Linked DNA regions of Rattus norvegicus: region 1 is linked to region 2. The links are chromatin contacts, called in public Hi-C maps. All regions are on one chromosome and are shown on one strand. The core of a region is the stretch at or near the end of the contact, and the rest is flanking DNA. Distances in the headings are between cores, read along the strand shown. Region 1 has its middle 41 kb from the start of Hivep3. Region 2 has its middle 90 kb from the start of RGD1563049.

Region 1 (4,769 bases), core at 1,061-3,560, 58 kb after region 2:
CTGAGGTGACATGCAAGGGGGTGTGGAGTGGTTAGGGAGAGTTGGTCTCTAAGGAAGGGATTGCCTGGGCAGAGCATTTGGAAAGGCCTTCAAGCAAAGTACCTTCTGCCTCAACTGGAGTGCGTGAGAGGAGGCGAGGGTCGCAGGACAACCACTGAAGCAAGTCTTGGAGAGTATGTGCAAGAACTGGCCTTTGTAGGGATTTAAGCAGAACTGACCTGTTTGGGGGTGGGCATGGGGTAAATCTTGGAGGGAAGGACATTTGGGAGACAGAAACCCCTCAGAGAGAAAGCCTCTTAGGGGCTTCTGGCTTCTCATATCAGCGTTGTGAGAACTCTGTGAGGAAATGGGGTACAGAGCGCAGGGTGGGGGTGGTGGGCATCCTCATGCTGACCTAGTGACAGCTGCTTCCCTTCCCTCCCCTCCAAGCTCTTTTCCTGCTTTGTGGTATTTGGGGGACCCCTGAGAACACTGTGACCCACAGTGTTTTCCCAGCATGTTTGATCAGGGCGAGAGCTGTTGGTCCTGGACCAGGTGGGCCTGGGGTGACACTTGTTCAAGATGTCTGCTGAGAGACCTCTGAGGACAGGCAGGTGTGCAGTATGTCTGCTGTCTTCTAAGCCATCTTGTGCCAGGATGTGAGTGACTCACTCTCGTTGGCTTCCTAGGGTCAACTGGCTCTAAGGAACCATCATGCCATTCCAGTGTGATTGGATCTCTGACATTAAGAGGGCAGAGGGGGCAATGTGGTCCAGCAGCCACCAGAGAAGCTCCCAGGGAGTTTCCATTCCTGCACTCTGTTGCCTAGCTTGGAAATTTAATGTTCTAGAAATATGCCAGACTAAGCCTGGCACTGAGGGCTTACACAGGTTACACGTCTGAGTCTCAGTGAACAGAGCACAGAATCCCTAGAATAAACCAAACTGGGCATAGGCCTTCCTAGGTGTCCATTCACAATGGTGTGAACAGGGAGTGGAGGGGAGGTAGACAGGAAATAACAGCTCCTCTGTCCCCACTCCTTGGTTGTCAGTCAGTCAGTTTATGAGCAGCTAAGAAACATCAGATCCTGACCTGGTCATAGGGCCCTGGCCATGTGAGAGTGCCATGCCAGGTTTCCTGGTGCCAGCTCAGACTTCTGTCCTTGTGTCATTTTACAGTCCTGACAAAGCTACTGAGCTTGGCCACTCTAGGGGTGTTTGGTCATTGGCCCTGGTGTCTGAGGGGGCTGAGTGGGAGATCCAGTCTTACAGAAAACATGCCTCCTATCCTGTAAAAGGACAAGCCCACAGCCCACGCAGGGCTGGGAGAGGTGCAAAAGGCCCCTCGCAGCACCTAAAACAGTCTGTACAACATGACTTTAGGGTCTCAGCTTCTATTGTTCCCATCATGAAAAGGACATTTCTGCTGGTTTGATTTGACTCAACTCAGTGTATGCTTCCCCCTCCTTTCCGTGTCTATGCAACTTAGACTCACACTAGATTTTATTTATCTTCAGTACTCAGTCAGATAAACCTTCAACGGTGAAGAGCCAGCATCATTGGGGAGGATGGGGGTGGAGGGATTGGGAGACAGCTCTGTCAGTAAAGGGCTGCCACACAAGCATGAGACCTAAGTTCAGATCCCCCATCCCTCCCCTATCTATGGAAAGGCTGGAGGCATCTGCGCACAGAGGTACCCAGGACTGGAGTGGTAGGAAGACGCAAACCCTGAGAACCCATCGACCAGTCAATCTAGATCAATCAGTGAGTTCCAGGTTCCCTGAGAGATGCTATTTCAGAAAATAAGGTGATCAACAACTGAAGAAATCATCTGATATCAACCTCTGGCCTCCATATGTGTGCACACATACTAACAGAAGACACAGATAGACAGACAGACAGACAGACAGACAGACAGACAGACAGACAGACAGACAGGTGCATGCACACACGCACGCACACACACACACATCTATAATAAAAGAAGTTAGACTTGGTCTCACAGGTCTTGTTTGCTTTTAGCGAGGGGTAGTGTGAAGAAGTACATATATGATCAGGAGCTCCAGGCTGTAGTGGGGCTCATTGCCTGCTGAATACCTAGAATCTAACCTTCACTCTCCCTCATGTATGTCCTCCCTCCTGTATGCCCTCCCTCCTGGATACCCTCCCTCATGTATGCCCTCCCTCCTGAATGGTACAGATGACTATGAGTCCTCCCAGAGTCAGAAGTGAGCCAAGAAGGAGACACAGGTGAAAGGGAAATGCTGGCCTTGGAAAGCTCCTGGCAGGCAGCTCCCATCCTCTCTGGGAAGAACCCAAAGGCCTCCTGGGAAACACATTCTTTCACTGTCCCCTTACATCTGAGACCACCCATCTGGTCTCGGGGATCTCCCAGCTGCTCCTCAGCCAGCTGTTTGTCTCCAACTGTCCTGTGGTTACAGATCTTTCTAGCGTTCTCAGAAGCCTCTTTCTCAGGTTGGCTCCAGGAAGGGAACTCAGCCCCACTGAGTGAGGAGCAGACAAGTCTGGGGAGGGTCCCGGGAGGGCCAGCCTGGGAGAAGCCAGATGAGTGTTGCCTTGTATTTTTCAAATAACTCCATGTCCACAAAGCTAAAAATGTGGTCCGTCCTTACATATTTTATATGTATGTGTGTTCCCAGTACATTTCCTTCTAATTTTTAAAACCATACATAACATTTAATCCATATGGTTCTGATTCCTTAACACTTAAATCATCCAAATGTTGTTTTGTAAGATCTATTTGCAAATCTCTTTACATAAGCTTTTAACTCATTCCATCTCAAGGGGAGAAAATCAGGATCCTTAGGGTGGGGCTCCTCTTCCTGGCTTCTGTTTCCTTACCCAAGGCCAGGATGATGCCTTGGCCAGTCTGGTCTGGGCCCTAGATGCTTGGGCTTCGTCTTCAGGGCAGAGAGTTGGGGAGCTAGGTAGGAGAAGGATAGATAGACAGAAAGGATCCTACAGGCTCTTGTCCACTTCCTAGCTCTCCAGATCTTCTGCCCATAAAGGTTTGAGGGACATAAACAAGGTACTTAACCAGGGTAGGGTAGGGGAACCAATGGGGCTTTCCCCACATGTGTGCCTCTAGGGCAGTGCTGGGGCAGGTGGAAGCCTGTTGGGCTCTGGGTCATTCTTCAAGAATCCTAAGACAGCAAACATCACACTGTAGTCAGTCTGGGCCTGGAGCAACAGGTGGCATTGTTACTTCAGGCTCTGGGGACCAAGAGGCCCAAAACAGTGGCCCCAGCACCAGAGGCACAAGACACTGGTAAGATACAAAACACTGGAGCTCAGGAGAGGGTCAGAGCTTGGAATGAGCTTCCAAGCACCCACTTTCACTTGGGAGCCCCCACCCAATGTACCCGGCCCCCAATGTACCAAGGAGATGAAGACAGGAAGGTGGCCGTTCAAATGGGAAACAAAATTTTCAAAACATAGACTGAGATTCCCCTTAGGGTCCCCGACTTTAGGCAAAGTTCACTCTTCAACCTAGAGTTGTTGCTCGATCTAAAGGTGTCTTACCCCCAGTCTCCCTCTCTCTTGTCCCTGCTCCCTTGTGACCAGCCTCTAACATACAGTACCCTTAAGCTTCTTCCTGTTTTCCCGGCATCTCTCTCCTCTGATGGACACCACCTACCTGACAGTTCCCTTCCTCTGAGAAGTTTCTTGGGATCGGTAGACATTGGCCTTCCCCTCTACCTCCACAGCCAGTCTTTCTAAACTGTCGTTATGTCCCAGACTGAATGTCCGGGAAGGATGCTTCAGGACTGTGCTGGGAGCTGGCAGTGGGATTCAGAGAGAAGTCGCTGCTGTCCAGGGAACCCTGGTGTGTTTAAGGCAGGTCCCATGTGACAGCTTTCTGAGAAGTCAGGGTGGAATTTGAAGATAGTGCCCACAAACTCTGGCCAAGGGTGTGAGATAAGAGAAAAAGAGTCTTGGGATGTCCAGGTGTGGCATAGCTGCTGGGATTCCCTGCTGCAGGGGCCTGTGGGCAAGCTCTGATCTGGATACCACCCGTGTCTGTATCCACAGAATGGGATTTGTTTCTCTGCCAGTTCCAGAAGGAGCAAATCCCAGACAGAGCGGCCTCTGGGACGGAAGAGCAGATGCTCAATCTAAAATTAGGGCCGCTGACTGCGGCTTCGTGGAGGCTTCGGAGCGGATCTGCTCCTCGCAGCTGTCAGTATGTAGCAGAGGAGACGTGGAGCCCCTGCGCCCTGGTGAGGCTGAGCAGCAACAGTGACAGCCAGCAGAGCTTGCAGTCTGCAGACTCCCTGTGGTGCTTTACTGGCCTTGACCTGTGGACTCAGATTCCCTTCCTAGGGGGGAGCTGCCTCAGGCCTCAAGGGGGCTCCTCTCTGACTTTTGACTATGAAAGCTTCCTTACGAGTTTAAACAAATAGTCTCATACTATCTTGCCAGGGAGAGCCTGTGTGTGTATATGTGTGTGTGTGTGTGTGTGTGTGTGTGTGTGTGTGTGTGTGTGTGTGTGTGTGTGTGTGTGTGTGTGTTTGGAGTATGGGGGGAGAAGCCAGAGGGGTTTCAGTGTTTGCCTTCCATCTTGCTTGAGAAAGGCTCTCTTTTCTGGGACTCTCCCATCTCAGCACTGGAGCCCTGAAGCTGCAGCGTCCCACTTCCGCCCTGATTTTATGTCTGTCCACAGATCTGAACTCAGGTCCTCATGCTTGTACCCCAAGAACTTTATCCGGAGTCAGCTCTCATGTCCCCTTCAGCTCTCACAGCCTGCCCTAGATGGGCTGTGGTTCTGGA
Region 2 (4,450 bases), core at 1,483-3,982:
GAAGAAGGAAGCATTTCTTGCATTTTTCTTGGCCAACCAACGTGAAGAAATACCTTGGTCCTCAGTCTTCTCAGCATGTTGAAGACAGCTGAAAGGCAAAGCAGAGATGTCCTGAGGACCCACTATGTGCCTAACATCCTCTAGTTTTCAATGTAGGCAGTGGGGTGAAGCAGGAGCTGCTACCACTAGTCAAAGGATAGGCAGTTCACATAGTCACGACTGAGCTGAAACCCAGGCCAGGGCTGCCAGTTTCTGTAGCCCCAGGTTGTCCAACAGCCAAAAGTGGGAGAGCAAAGACAAGCAGGGAGGCATTTCTTCCTTGTGACTTAGCCCATGACTCACCTGTGTTTTAGGTTCTTTCTGTGCACTGTGAGGACCGGCAAGAGACCCCAGGCCAAGGCAATGGACTAGGGAGTAAAGAGAAAGATCCTGGGGCTGTTTCCACTGTGGGACCTGCAAGGGCATCTTACTCAGCCACAGGACCCATTAGTCACTGACTTGGGTGGGTGGGAGTGTAGAATGGGTCAGGCTGTGGGAGGGAGCCAATACCAACCCCTACGGAAAAACAACTCAGGACCCAGTGCTGGTGGTGGGAGGATGCCGGGTGGGGATGGGCAGGTTCCTCCTCCCTGCCACCTGTTCTGTCTGACATGATGCTGAGGGAGATGAGGGGAGGATAGGAAGATGCCAGGGATACAGAGGAGGGAAAGGGGTGGGCAGTGTGCCTTCCTTCCTTCTATGTAAACAAGCAGAACTGCCTCCTGACCTCACTTCCTCCCTCTCCTAGCTGTGCTGTGTGAGATTCAGCAAGGGTCTTCCTTCTCTGAGCCTCCTTCTTGGCCTCAGTGTTTTGTCTTAAAAGTCAGGAGAAGGGGTTGGGATTTAGATAAGTGCTCAGTGGTAGAGCGCTTGCCTAGCAAGCGCAAGGCCCTGGGTTCGGTCCCCAGCTCCGAAAAAAAGAAAAAAAAAAAAGAAAAAAGGAAAAGTCAGGAGAATTACCTGTGAATGTGTTTGACACTAGGCTGCTCTCTGCCTCCCTGATTGAGTCTGAGCAAGAATCCAGAGAGATGGAGAGGAGGAGGGGGAGGGAGGGAGGGAGGGAGAGAACTTCTGGCTAAATATGAGCATGGAGCCCTCCTACCAGTTGGCCCTGCTTCCTTCTACTTTTTCAGTGGCCAGTTATGCTCCTGGCCACCCAGAACAGACAAGAGGAGAAATAGGTCCAGGATAGGGACCATGAGTCATGGAGAGTCTGGTCTTCCAGAGGCCCCAGAGAGGTAGATGGGAAGACCAAGGCCCAGGGAGGTGGAGTCAGGGGCTAGAACTGAATGAAGAGTCCAGGGTCACCCAAGGTCTGTGGACTTTCCTGCCCACATGTCACCTCTACATTTGCCACAAAGTTGGGTCAAATTGTGTGCTGGGGCTTCCCAAGTGTTCCCATGTCAGTTGTCAGAATCAGGAAGAATGTGAGACCTAACCAGGGCTTAAATTGTGAAGGGGGGTTATGAGGCAGAGTGACCCTGAGGGATATACACTCAGAGTGGATCTTCTGCGTGTTGGTCTCCACTTTCTGCATCATTCTTTGGGACCCAAAATATAGTCATGGGCTTACCTTAGCAAACTTGCAGGGATGCAGACCGTGCCATTCCAGAACTGTTTTAGACCTCTTGATGTCTCTCTGCCCCAGCCCAGCTTCTCCAGGCTTGCAGTGTGTATCTGTATGTCAAAGTAAGAGGCCCAGAAGAACTGTGGGTGTTCAGGGTGGCCCTCATCACCCTCAGCTGACCGTGCAACACACTGCTCTTCGCATGCATGGCCTTAGGATTGGAATAGTTGTCAGAGAATAATAGGCATGGTCAGGAGGCTGGGAGAATGGGGGTGGCAGCCCTGTGTCACCAGTACTCCTGTTGCTGGCCAACTGTGTGGCTCAGCTCACTAATGATGAGGGAGTGGAGGACGTCATGTCAGTATTGGATCTGCACTTCTTAGCTGTGTGATTTTAGACAAGTGTCTTCAGTTCTCGGCTCCTATTTGCTCATCTCTAAATTGGGAATAGGCGACTTCCTGTTTATAGCATGGTGGCGAGTAGGAAAGGGCTGGCCACGGCTGGATAGTGGGTGGCTGTGGAAACACTTCAGAAACACTGAAGTGATGTCATATGGGAATACAGCATGGCTGCCACTATGCTGGAGTTGGGAAGGTGCACTGGACAGCCTCGATTTGAGCCTTGACTGTCCGATGGTCTCTGGGGACCACTGTTCTCTTCCTCTATAAAGTGAGCGTGAGCCCCATCTGCTTGCCAGAGCTGTCTGTAACCGCACAGTATAGTACTGGGAAGCTGAGGCTGAAACACATTTGGTAACACAGTGTGGGTTGGTACAGTGGCTTGAGGTGGAGGGAGGACCCAGGGAAGCCCAGATTTCTTTCCAGGAAGGACAGAGTTCATGGGGTAACCCTATTCCTCAGACTTGGCTGTATTTACTTTCCAAGTCCAGAGTGTGCCCAGCGCTCAGTGGGTAGTCTCTAGGACAAGGCTGGGTGTTACCTCACCATTGCCTGTGAGTACTGCTGAGATAGGGCCTCCCTCTTTGAGCACACTGAGCCTGTGGCCATCCCAGAAGAGGAAAGTCACAAACCTCTGACCTCACAGCGCCTGCCTAAGTACCCTCGGAACTTCTCCCCTGAAGGCTTCCCAGAGTTCCCCATTTAAGGAGTCACTCTGTGCTCACACATGACCTCCAACTCTCTAGTAGTGTTGCAATCTGATCCAGGCTGCCCGGAAACCCCCCTGGGCTGCTGAGGCCACGCAAGGCCGGTTGTTGCCAGCTTCTTGGGCATTGCCACATTTAAGAGAATCGATTCAGGTTCTATTTTCAGACATTTTCTGTTTCCTTTACAAGAAGCAGCGGGAGGCCAGCCGAGGGAGTTTAGCCTTCGGGTGGCTGTGAGATTATCCCAAGTACAACATCATCTCGTGGACTGTGTATGGGTGCTCAGGTGTCATTGCACCATGGTCTGTTCCGGAAGGCGAAGAGACACTGTAATCCATCCTCTTGGGAGTGGGAGGGCTCATCGTGGGGATTTTCTAGTGGTTAGTTTCTTTTACCTCAGTTTCAGGGCAGTGATGGCACAAGTGAACTGTCTGTGGTATGGCTGCCCACCCAACAGCCTTCCCTTCACTTTCCCTGGATCAACAGGGAAATGGGTTATTTTACTGATAAAGAAACTGAGGCGCTAGAAGGAGAACTCACTTGAAGTAGAGCCAGAAAGTGGCCGAGGGGCAGCGGGGACCCAGGGCCACCTGAACTCAGGAATTGGGATCAGCCTGACAGTTGGGTGCGTCTCTTCTGACAATAAATCTAAGCTGTGAGATAACTGATTGGGTGACCTCTGATAAGTCACCTGGTACCTTCTGGGTCTAGCTTCATTCTCTGTTTTCAGGTTGGGCTGGCTCAGAACTTCTTAAACTTTTGCACAGAGAAAAAGAAATAAATTTCTTTGGACTTCTGTTTTTCCTTAAACACTCTCATGCATAACTGAATACACAATTATTATGGATATAGTCCTATAATCATTAACATAATGGTACAATGTGTCGGAGCTTATTTTATGCACACGGAGGCCAGAGAGCAGTCTCTGGTGTCATCCCTTAAGGAGCCATCTACCTTATCGCTTGCATCAGGGTCTCAGTGAGGCCTGAAGACTGCTCATTAGACCAGGCTGGCTGGCTACTGAATCCCAGAAGCCCGTCTCTGTCTCCCCAGCATTAGAATGCTTATCTGTTTTGAAAATGTGGGTTCTAGAGATCAAACCATGCTTGCTGTGCAAGCATTTTGCCAACTGAGCTATTTCCCCAGCCCTATGCATGATGGTTTGTTTTAAATGTTTTTTTTTTTCTCCCTTACATCTTCAAGTAGAGTCAATGTTCTGAGCAGATGTCCTTGAACTGCCTGGCATAGTGCCCAGGACCTGCACTAGGACTAGAAACCAGAGAGTCAATGATTCCTGAGGACAGATCCAGCAAAACCTCCCATCATGTCTGTGCAGTCTGAAGCCTTGGCCAGAGTCCAGGAAGCCCAGGCAGCAGCCTGGCTCTGTCTCCAGAAACACTGAGAGCCTTTCCTACTCCCACAATCTCCTGCAGACGAGGAACCTAGTCTTCCCCACTGCACCCTTCCCAGGAGCAAAGGCTGGGTGAGCTGGCTCCAATAGGACATCCATTCCTTTGACTGCCCAGGTCAGGCCAGAGTAGAGAAGACCTGCCCTCCCAGGAGGGACCCCAGCATTAGCAGCTGTGGCCTTGATCAAGTCACATGACTGGAAGTTCCTTCTTCATAGAGTTTATGTTCACAGGGACATGCCAGAGAGCAGAGTAACAGATTGGAGTCTAGGGGTCCAGCATGTTAGAGATGTCTGCTCGACTTTAGGACTACAGAGCATCACACATCTC

What was found. A called contact is a pair of places that touch in the nucleus more often than the background predicts.
Region 1: a Hi-C map of prefrontal cortex shows a contact between it and region 2, with 3 times the contacts expected there. The contact joins two enhancer-like sites. A contact is called at or near these places in 3 of 12 Hi-C or Micro-C datasets (frontal cortex, mammary epithelial cells and prefrontal cortex).

The regions. Positions count from the first base shown.
Region 1 is chr5:138,899,826-138,904,594 of GRCr8, forward strand. It overlaps a transcript of Hivep3 not described here. Among named protein-coding and RNA genes, the nearest start is that of Hivep3, 41 kb to the right of the region's middle. Within about 2 kb of position 2,311, at least 13 of the 93 cell types and tissues checked have an H3K27ac peak or open chromatin away from gene starts, as enhancers often do.
Region 2 is chr5:138,841,654-138,846,103 of GRCr8, forward strand. It overlaps a transcript of Hivep3 not described here. Among named protein-coding and RNA genes, the nearest start is that of RGD1563049, 90 kb to the left of the region's middle. Within about 2 kb of position 2,733, at least 29 of the 93 cell types and tissues checked have an H3K27ac peak or open chromatin away from gene starts, as enhancers often do.